Linked DNA regions of Mus musculus: regions 2 and 3 are each linked to region 1. A link is a contact called in public HiChIP or PLAC-seq and promoter capture Hi-C data. All regions are on one chromosome and are shown on one strand. Each heading gives the region's core, a stretch centred on a gene start, on an enhancer-like site or on the middle of the called end of the contact. The rest is flanking DNA. Distances are from core to core; before and after follow the strand shown.

The links. Promoter capture Hi-C pulls out the DNA fragments that hold promoters and counts their contacts. HiChIP or PLAC-seq counts read pairs in DNA pulled down with a chosen protein or histone mark.
Region 2: a promoter capture Hi-C map of embryonic stem cells shows a contact between it and region 1, with 5 times the contacts expected there. The contact joins the promoter of Slc18a2 here to the promoter of 1700019N19Rik in region 1. A contact is called at or near these places in 8 of 39 promoter capture datasets (cranial neural crest, embryonic stem cells, frontonasal cranial neural crest and 3 more) and 1 of 9 other capture datasets (embryonic stem cells).
Region 3: a contact with region 1 is called in an H3K4me3 HiChIP or PLAC-seq map of embryonic forebrain, with 4 times the contacts expected there. The contact joins the enhancer-like site here to the promoter of 1700019N19Rik in region 1. A contact is called at or near these places in 21 of 39 promoter capture datasets (the 3T3-L1 cell line, 3T3-L1-derived adipocytes, the C10 cell line and 13 more), 6 of 15 datasets of contacts at CTCF or cohesin (the NIH/3T3 cell line, embryonic stem cells, large pre-B cells and 2 more), 130 of 484 Hi-C or Micro-C datasets (the 3T3-L1 cell line, 3T3-L1-derived adipocytes, B cells and 68 more), 16 of 115 datasets of contacts at active chromatin or transcription factors (astrocytes, bone marrow-derived dendritic cells, cardiomyocytes and 11 more) and 4 of 9 other capture datasets (adipose tissue, embryonic stem cells, liver and 1 more).

The regions. Positions count from the first base shown.
Region 1 is chr19:58,792,917-58,795,880 of GRCm38.p6, reverse strand. It overlaps 1700019N19Rik (RIKEN cDNA 1700019N19 gene), which reads left to right and starts at 1,467. Exons shown (of 6, transcript NM_026208.2): 1 at 1,467-1,500. The coding sequence starts at 1,483. It overlaps Gm41877 (a long non-coding RNA gene), which reads right to left and starts at 1,366. Exons shown (of 3, transcript XR_877967.3): 1 at 1,310-1,366; 2 at 200-309. Hspa12a (heat shock protein 12A) reads left to right here. Exons shown (of 12, transcript NM_175199.3): 12 at 1-130.
Region 2 is chr19:59,259,301-59,262,264 of GRCm38.p6, reverse strand. It overlaps Slc18a2 (solute carrier family 18 (vesicular monoamine), member 2), which reads right to left and starts at 1,387. Exons shown (of 16, transcript NM_172523.3): 1 at 1,247-1,387; 2 at 812-944. The coding sequence starts at 932.
Region 3 is chr19:59,192,696-59,195,659 of GRCm38.p6, reverse strand. No RefSeq gene overlaps it. Among named protein-coding and RNA genes, the nearest start is that of 4930442E04Rik, 22 kb to the right of the region's middle. Within about 2 kb of position 1,394, at least 18 of the 459 cell types and tissues checked have an H3K27ac peak or open chromatin away from gene starts, as enhancers often do. A contact at or near this core is called in astrocytes, embryonic forebrain and ganglionic eminence, where this site is marked.

The DNA of each region.
Region 1 (2,964 bases), core at 218-2,717:
CACTGGGAGGCTTGTTCACTACAAGATAGATCCAAACGTCACAGAATTCTGCAGCAGTTCACAACTAGACAGCATTGTGTCTGCAAACTCTTGTCTTCACAGATTCTAATAAAGTAAACCTCTCAATTTCACACGGCCTAGAATCGTTTTTCTCATTTGGGGTGTAGGTGGATTTGTAGGGGGATCATTCCTGGCTCACCTCCTTTCTCAGTGGCACAAGCTTTACTGACAACCCGCCCTTTGCTCGGAACCAGAGCTCCATGGATGTCCAGAGTCCTGTCTCCTCCAAATGGGAAGGAAGTGGTTTAGCTGTAGAGAAGGGAAGGGCAGAATGAGTTGAGGGAAATCACTAAGTGTCTAAGGCCTTGGTGGTGCCTGCCTTCAGGGCATCCCTGCAGGCTGAGGCTAGCTGTCATAAATCCTTGGCTTCCTTCCAGGCTCTGCCTCTGAAGCGCATCCTTAATTGGCCCTAGAGGTGTCAGATGGCATGAAGTGCGGTCCCACCAGTCCAAGGGAGTGAAAAGATGGTTAGCTCTACCTGGCTTGATCTAAAGTTCAGTGTCCAGGAGAGGTATGGTCCTGTACTCGCCAGGGAAACACACTAATGAGCATTAGACGGGCACTGAAAGCCCTTCGGCTTCTGTCGAGCCAACAGCCAGGCAGAGCTGTAAGGCCACCCATACCCTAATTGGCTCACACGGCATCATATTGAGAGTCGGTCAAAATGAAATGATGGCCCGGGCCACTGCCGCAAGTCAGACAACTTCCTCGGGCACGCCTTCACTTTGTTAAGGCCTTTTGTGTCCAGGGACCTTGCGGGGGGAAGGGGGGGGACGGGGGACACACACCAGAAACAACCCCAGATAGATAGCTCTCCAGATAGAGAAAAGTGTGTGCAAGGGGACTGAGGAAAGAGCCTGTTCGGAAACCAAATAGACACGGTGGCCTTTATTTCCCAAACTGCCTCCTGCCTATTGCTGGCCCTCAGATGGCAGGGGCGGGGGTGGGGAGGTAGGGGTGAGGTTAGAGACCACTGTCCCAACTTTGAGGGAAAATGGGGTGCAGGTGGGGATGTAGATTTCACGCAAGGATCCTCTTTTGTGTCTACACTGGCCGGCCGGCCTGGCCCTGCCTTCCCCACCCCCCACCATCACCCCCCTACCCCACCCCACCCCCACCCCCGGTGGGAATGAGGAGCTCAAGCTACAGCTTGTTAGAGGCAACAACTCCCAGAACAAACATGGACCGGGCAAACATCTGGACTTCCGCTGGCTGCTGAGAGATTAGCGGCTAAGTTTACTGGGTTTACCAAGTGCCTGTAGTTCTTGTTCCAATGTCATCCTGACCCCTGGTTTTCATGTAAGGGGCGGGGCCAGCTACAAATACCCCGTATGAATCCAGCATCTGCCCCGCCCAGCCAGGGTGATCTCACAAAGGTCTGGAAGAGCCTGTGGGCAGGCAGAGCCGCCTGGTTCCCTGGGGATGCTCAAGCCAGCGGAGGTGAGAGCAGGGGCCCCGTGGGAAGTGAATGGAGAAGGGTCCTTTCTTCTCCTGGTCCCTGTCCTGCCTTTCTTCCGAAGCCCTCCAAGTGCCTCCCTGCCCCTGTCTCTTACAGGATGGCTTGTTTCTAACCACCCAAGGGCCACAGTCATTCAGCACTTCCTGCCCCTGGGAATTTAGCAGCCCTTGCTCCGCCCTCGTGCCCCCATCCAAAGCGTTGAAACAACATATCTCTATGCTCCGTGTTTTCCCTCAATAGACAGCCCTATGACACTGTAGAGTATAAATAAGAATACAGTTCCCTTCAGTTATGACCCATAGCTAGTTTTCTATAAGTGTCTGTTGTCTTTATTAATCATTACCTGGAAATGGGTGTTAACAGTAGGGCAGTATTTGTGTTATGGATCTGTTGGGAGGATTCTCTGCTTTTTGCCTGTAAAGGTTCTGAGAACTTGGCTAGTAGTGATCTGTGTTGAGCTGGACATGAGTTCCCAGCCGGTTCTGGGAGTCTAAACCCAGCCTCCTCCTGGGCGTCAGGTACACAGTGCCAGAGGTTAAGTGGTCCTTGAATGTGTCCCACCTCCATTGCTCTTGGCTGCACTCCATTGTGTTGGACTGCTTCAACAACTGACTTGTGACCCCCACCCTCTTTTCTACTTAATTAAGACTGTGGCCTCAAAAGTATCACTTTAAAGAGATGCACTGGCTTGGCAGGATAGATGCACTACAGAATCCACAGACAAACCTTGGCTCCTTGTGGGAGACCATTGATTATCCCTGGTGAGTGTATCTAGTATTAGAATAGGCTCCTACTATCTCCATTCCTCCACTCCTTGGATTCCATGCCAGTTTTTTGTTTTTTTGGGTTTTTTGGTTTTTTGGTTTTCAGATCCACCCCCAAGACAACTGTGCTCTAAGCTCTAAGCCTTTGTTGTTTTTTTTTTGGGGGGGGGGTTGTCTCATATTCACTGAATAAAGTGGAACAGGGACCTAGTCACAAGATACCAGTAGCATCCTGTCCCCCTAGTTATGACATCAGGCATTGTCAGATACTCTGAGAGTAAAGGGGCTTAGCAACACAAGTTGCTACCAAAACCAGAGTCTGCCTGAATTAAGACTGTGCTGCGGGGAAATGAGCTGCTTATCGTTTCTCCCCATGCCAGTTTCATGAGCCATACACGAGCTCTTTCTTACATGGTGGCTCCTAGGTCTTGCTCATCTTTATATTGACAACTCTGTCCTGTTTCATGGCTAAATATGCACATAGTTTTATTAGGTTGATGGTGGGTGGATGGATGAGTGGGTGAGTAGGTGAAAGTGGTAAGAAGGGTGTCTCTGGAAAGTGAGACATTCATAGGTGGAGATCTGCAAGACACATAAAAAGGTAATGAACCCTTGGTACTAGGTCTCTGATTTATAACTAACAGCAACTCTGCCAACTAGCTTTGCGTGGGATGGTGGTAT
Region 2 (2,964 bases), core at 138-2,637, 470 kb before region 1:
CTCTCAGACTCTGCAAGTGAGGAGGGGCAAGTGACTCAACGTTTGGGGGTCTGAGGAAAACCAATATATTTTTTGTTGTTCACTGAAAATTGGTTTTCAAAAAGAACATGTGGAATACCTTTCAGCTTGAAGGATTAAAAGGCCTGGTTTTGAACCATCTGGTCTAACCTGTCATTTTGGGAGATTTGTGCTGTCCCTGAGTCCCCCCGTTCCATCACAAAAATACTCTTAGAACAAATACTCTTAGATGTAGGGTGCTTTACCTCAGGGGTAGATGGCGACTTGCTCATTCAGCCGTCTACCAACTGTTTGGCCACTGAACGTCCTAAGGGACAGCAGCAGCTTAGCACACTGGTTCATTTTGACAGAAATCTTTTTCATCTCAGTGCAAGTGGACAAAGGGAAGCAGGCAGTTCAGTTATCAGGAGGAAACACAACTTCTGGGCCTTATCGGATGTCACAGGGTCTGACCTGACCTCCAGGGAAAACAAACCCACAAGTTGCAGCTCCCAGGAGTTGGGGCGAGGAGGGCTTGTGTTCAAGAATGGGTTTTTGTTTTGTTCTCTACACAGCACGTTCTTCAACTTTTTGGGCAGACAGAGCTGCTCAGATAAAGTGAGATGGGGTGCGGAGGACAGGCTTCCTGGGAGGAGGTACATGGTCCTGGGGCTGGGCAGGGGATGCTGTCACCTGGGCTGTAGATGATGAGGACAAGGTGTTGGGGACCCAGTGCCAGGGACGGGCTCCTGAGGACCTGTGCTAGGTGCTAAGGACGAAGTGCTAGTTGCTGGCACTCCCGAGCCATACGTACCTACGACGGTGAGCAGCATGTTGTCTAGCAGCAGCGCGAGGAACACGATGAACAGGATCAGCTTGCGCGAGTGGCGGCTGTCCCGCAGCCATCGCAGCAGCACCAGATCGCTCAGGGCCATAGCTTTGCTTCGCTGTGGGAGCAGGTGCGATCAGTGCCTGGGACGGTCAGGGGTCCCGCGCCACCCGGAGCACAAGGAGTTTCGTCCACCAGCGGTAGCCGGGAACGACAGGGAGTGTCTCGCTCCCCTCAGGCACTGGGATAGCGTCTCAGAGTCACAACGAGCGAGCACGCCTCTATTGCCGTCGGGGACCAGACCTGGGTACCCGGGGGCGCTGCCCTTCCCAGCCGCACCCTGAGTCCCGGGATCCCCGGAGTCTGCCCGCTGCCGTGGAGGATCCCCGAGGGTTCTCTGTCCTCCCCAACCTCGCGTACCTTCGGCTCGCCTGCGACTGCCTGCAGGGTTATATCTCCACACTGCCCGGGTCCCAGTCCGTGCGTCCGTCCCCGCTGCTCCAGGTCTCCTATGCTCCAGCGCCCCAGAGCCCTGCTCAGTTTACCCAGTCCGGCTCTGACGTCACGGACAGCGCTGAGAGGGGGCGGAGAGGGGGGAGCTAGGATACTGGCCTCCGCCCACCCAGAGCTGCCTCTGGGCCGCAGCTGGGGCTGCGGTCACGAGCCCACCCTATCAGATTCTGGGGACGTCTGCAGTGGAGGAGGGGAGGGGGAGTTGAGAAGGAAGCCGCAGGGGCTCTAGAACACAGCCACAGGAGCCCAGGACAAGGAGTCAAAGGTCCTGAAGATAATCAAGGCCAAGGTGTGCAGGCAATGTTGCTTTCTTCTATGCTCAGGCTGGCCAGAATGCTCAGAAGAAATTGTGTGGGCCTCTGAGCTGCCATGTTCATAAAGTGGCCCAAGAAGACATGAATGAAGGCTGTAGGGTGTGCCCCAGGAAAACGTTGGGAACCAGGGCAGACACTTGCATCTCACCTCACTCCCTTTTCCCACTCTATATAGACTGATCCAGGGTCAGAATGCAGCAGGGAGGTTAAAGCTCTGGGCACCTTCAGGTGAGAAAGAAAACAGGTGAAAGGAGACAACGATGAAACAGAAGGGGGGAGTGAAGACTCTCAGAGTTGAGAGCATCCTGCTTGGGATTGACTCTGCTGCACAGAGCGTGTGTGTGTGTGTGTGTGTGTGTGTGTGTGTGTGTGTGTGTGTGTGTGTCAAAGTGTCCATGAAGCCTTGTTAAAGGAGCTTTCTGCCCTCTGTACTATGTCTGGGGTGTGAATGAGTTGGTTAAGAGGCAGAACACCTGAGCAACCGACTTTCTCTGCACAATATCTTCCATTAGGAATGTTTCTGTGATAGACAGTAGACACACACACACACACACACACACACACACACACACACACACGGAGGAGTGCTTTCTGAGGCCCTTCTATAGGGTCAGAGGGGTCAGAGCTGTGTTCTTAGCCACTTAACATCCCTGTTACTGTCGCAGGCTCTCAGCAGAGGGGTCTGGCCTTGTTTTATTAATGCTCGCCTGTTGTCAGCAGGAGCCTGCTAGGAGCAGCCTTGTGGTGTGTGCTCCTCCCAGCTCTCTCTGATTCTCTTCTCTTTAGAGAGAGACCCCCTGCGCTTCCCACCGTTACCCTCCCCCCATGATAAAAGATGTGTGGATGGGAAAAGTAGGTCAGTGACACGGGTCTCTGATATCTCAGAATGTGTGTAACTTAAATATTAAACAGGGAGGGAGAGGGACCCACTCAGGAGGAGAAAGCAGATGGCAGAAAACTAAGGTGGCTGTGGAGAGATGGAATTCATGGGCTGGCGCCCTAGCCCCTTGGCTTTGGAGTTTCCGAACCCAAAGGCTCTGACTTGAGCCACAGAATCAGTGATTTATGACATGTAAGCATTCTTGCCAGACGCAGGAACCCCAGTCTGATATTTCCTAGATTACTGTGCTCTGAAGAGTTATACAGGCTTTCCTCACTTGGCTTCTCCCGGCTCTGAAAAATTGGACCTCCTAATGGATAGCAGAAAGAATTAGTCTGAACACAGAGTATGGAACACATGGGGAGAGCCCAAGTATCCATTTAACCAGTTGAGTGCTACCAACTCCAATCAGCACCATGGTGGGTGCTCGT
Region 3 (2,964 bases), core at 145-2,644, 400 kb before region 1:
AAGAATCCACATTTTAAAATTGTATTCCATGAGCTCGGAGGAAGAACCCACAAACTGCTGTGATGTAATTTGAAACCATCAATAGCCCCTCTTAAGGTTGTCTTTATTGTGGGAAGTCAAGGTAATGGTTTTGCCGCTGTCTAATTTCTTCCCGATGTACAGCTTAGCTTTTACAGCCTTACAATGAAAGGCGTCGATCTGAGGCCCTTTTTGTGGCCGATTAACAGTTTAAACTGGTTTCCTAACCCTGTCACAACTAGTGGTCTGATAGAAATAGTTTCTGTGGGGACATTCATAACTCTGCAAATAATATCTTTTTTTTTAATCTGCCAATTCTGACCTCCTCTGACAAAAATTAAAAGTGGAGCGGAAAAGGTTGTGTACATACATGTCTCACCTCCAAGTACAGGTTGGTACAAATGACTACTCAAGAGCTGTTAGTTCCCTGGTTCTTGTCACCCTGTTGTCACCATAATCTTCGGAGAAAGCGTTCAAGTAGCTGGCTACACAGAGCTGGACACACACAAGCCTTCTTGGATGTGAACTGTCCAGACAGGAGCATTGAATTTTATCGCAAGAGTTAGGAAAAAAAAAAAAACAACCAAACAAAAACAAAACAAAACACATTTCGTTTGACTGCTCTTGGACTTTGGAGGATGAAAGGAGGCAAAGAAGACACTAACCCAGAAAAAACACTTCCCCTCTCTACCACTGAAGGATCATCAGTGTATCAATGTGGAGAGAGGAGAGAGAGAGAGAGAGAGAGAGAGAGAGAGAGAGAGAGAGAGAGAGAGATCTCAAAATAATCAATTTGTGGTTTAAAAAAAAATGTTGGCCTGGAGATATTTTGGTGCTAAGAAGTTCCTCTGAGACAGAAGACCCTCTTTAACTCTCAAACCCACGGCTCACCCAGCGCTACCTTTGGGTAAAACTGCCTCTTTCTCCAAAGGGAGGGGCAAAGCGAAGAAATTACAAGTAGCAGTGACGGTGTTATGGGGCCCAGACTGGTACCCACCCTCGCAAGGTGCTGGGAAGGTAACCCTCGCCCCTAGGATCTGGAGAGCGCCCCCCCAGGGACCCTCCTCTGGCGCGGGAATGCGTAGGTAGTGTCTTTTTGCTCCATCTCGGGAGTTCCGGAGTTTGAGGTCCCTGTACTAGGAGAGAAAGGCTTGAAGGAGTTCTGAGGCTGGGCCAGTCGCCGAGGTAAGGTCCCTAGGCCATCAGGATTCAGGTGGAGACTCGGAGATCTTGTCAGTGCGCGGGTCACCAGCTTTTTGACTATCTCCCGAAGGTCGTCGCCCAAGAGACAAGGAAAAACCTCGCGGGCCCCTACGGGTGTGCTCCCAACTCGGCCGCTGCCTAATGCAGAGCGCAGAGCAGTACTTGGGACAGGAGCTTCCAGCCGAACACCGGGGACTCCGCGAGGCTCCGGGTGGCACTATCGCCCCCTGCCCCCAACTACTTCCTCCGTCCCCCGCAAATGCTACTACGGGAGAAATGTGCCCACCCTGACTCGCCCGGACGAGCCCCGGGCTGCGACTTCCTCTGCTCCGTCTCTAGATGAGTCTGGGTCGGCTCTTACCTTCCCTGACCGGGGACACTCGGAGCAGGGCCGGGAGGACGTGGCCGAGTTTCAGGCCCAGTCCCTCTATAAGCCCCGCGGCTCGGGTGCCTCCCGAAGCAATACCTTCCGCTCTTTTCCTCCCCCAGTTTTTCCAGCGGCACGATTCTTTTCTGGGTTATTTTCTTTCCTTCTCTTGGTGTCAACCCTGCAGCTTCCCTCTCTCGCCCCCTTCCCCCGATCCTTTCCCCTTTCACTTTGCATCCCCCCCCGCCCCCACTCTTTAGTTTAAGTCTGAGATGACCTCCAAAAACCTTTGTAAAGGCAATAAACCAAAATGCCAGACGCACCGTGTGTGTGTGTGTGTGTGTGTGTGTGTGTGTGTGTGTGTGTGTCCCCTGTGGCTTCTAGAAGGCAAATTGGCCCGGGAAGGGTTTGGACCTGCTTCCCCCAAAAAGGCCCAAGAGCTTTCAAACACCCGAAAGTCAGGAGACAATGAGTTGTTGATACCTGGGGACAACGTCCTGCCGTGAAGCCCCCAGCCCAAGCCCATTTCACAGATGCAAGACCTGAATCTGGGAGGTTACCGCCAAGTGTCAGAATCGTCCCTTTACTTATGTCGAGGATTTCAGCCTTTAGAATACAAACGGTGCCTCTTGTTTTCCCGGATTATTTGGTTTCTTGATGTGTTTTTTTTTGGGTGGGGGGGGGGCTGGTTTAAGCGTGAGGAAGAAGAAAGGAGCAAAGATAACCACGTGCCTTCCAATACAGTGAAATAGCAGCCTGGAATTACAGCTACCGAACCATCAAAAATGAAACTGTTTGTGGGCATCTGAACCCTAGCCATGTAATTGGACACATTTATCAACAACAACAACAACAAAAAAGATATTGCACAGGTGAAAGAGATTTGACAATTGCTTCCGCGTTTTTTAAATTTTTTCCCCCAAAATTGTAGAGAGAACTTTCCCTGAATACAACAGACTGAATGTTTCAGCTCTGAACATTCAGTATAGCCTTAGTCACTGCAGGCTACAGTTATCATAAATCACCCTTAAAGTGTGTATTAAAGTGACTGAAATTTTGTTCTTTTTTTTTTTTTTTTTTTTTTTTTAAGAAAAAACAGTCTCTGAAGTTGTGCACGTCCTAACCTTTACAAATAGACTTTCGGTGCTACTTGAACGTGGTTCCCTTGAACTTTTTCTTGGAGAAATTTCACATTATTTGTATGTTTCTAAGACTCCTTTTAAAAATAAAAAGAGAGGTTGGAACCACAGACATCAATTTTCCCGCTGGCTTCTTAGAAACAAATTTCTCCCTGTGTGCCTATATCTTACTCTGGTGTAGGCAGATGTGTGTGTGTGTGTGTGTGTGTGTGTGTGTGTGTGTGTGTGTATGTGTGT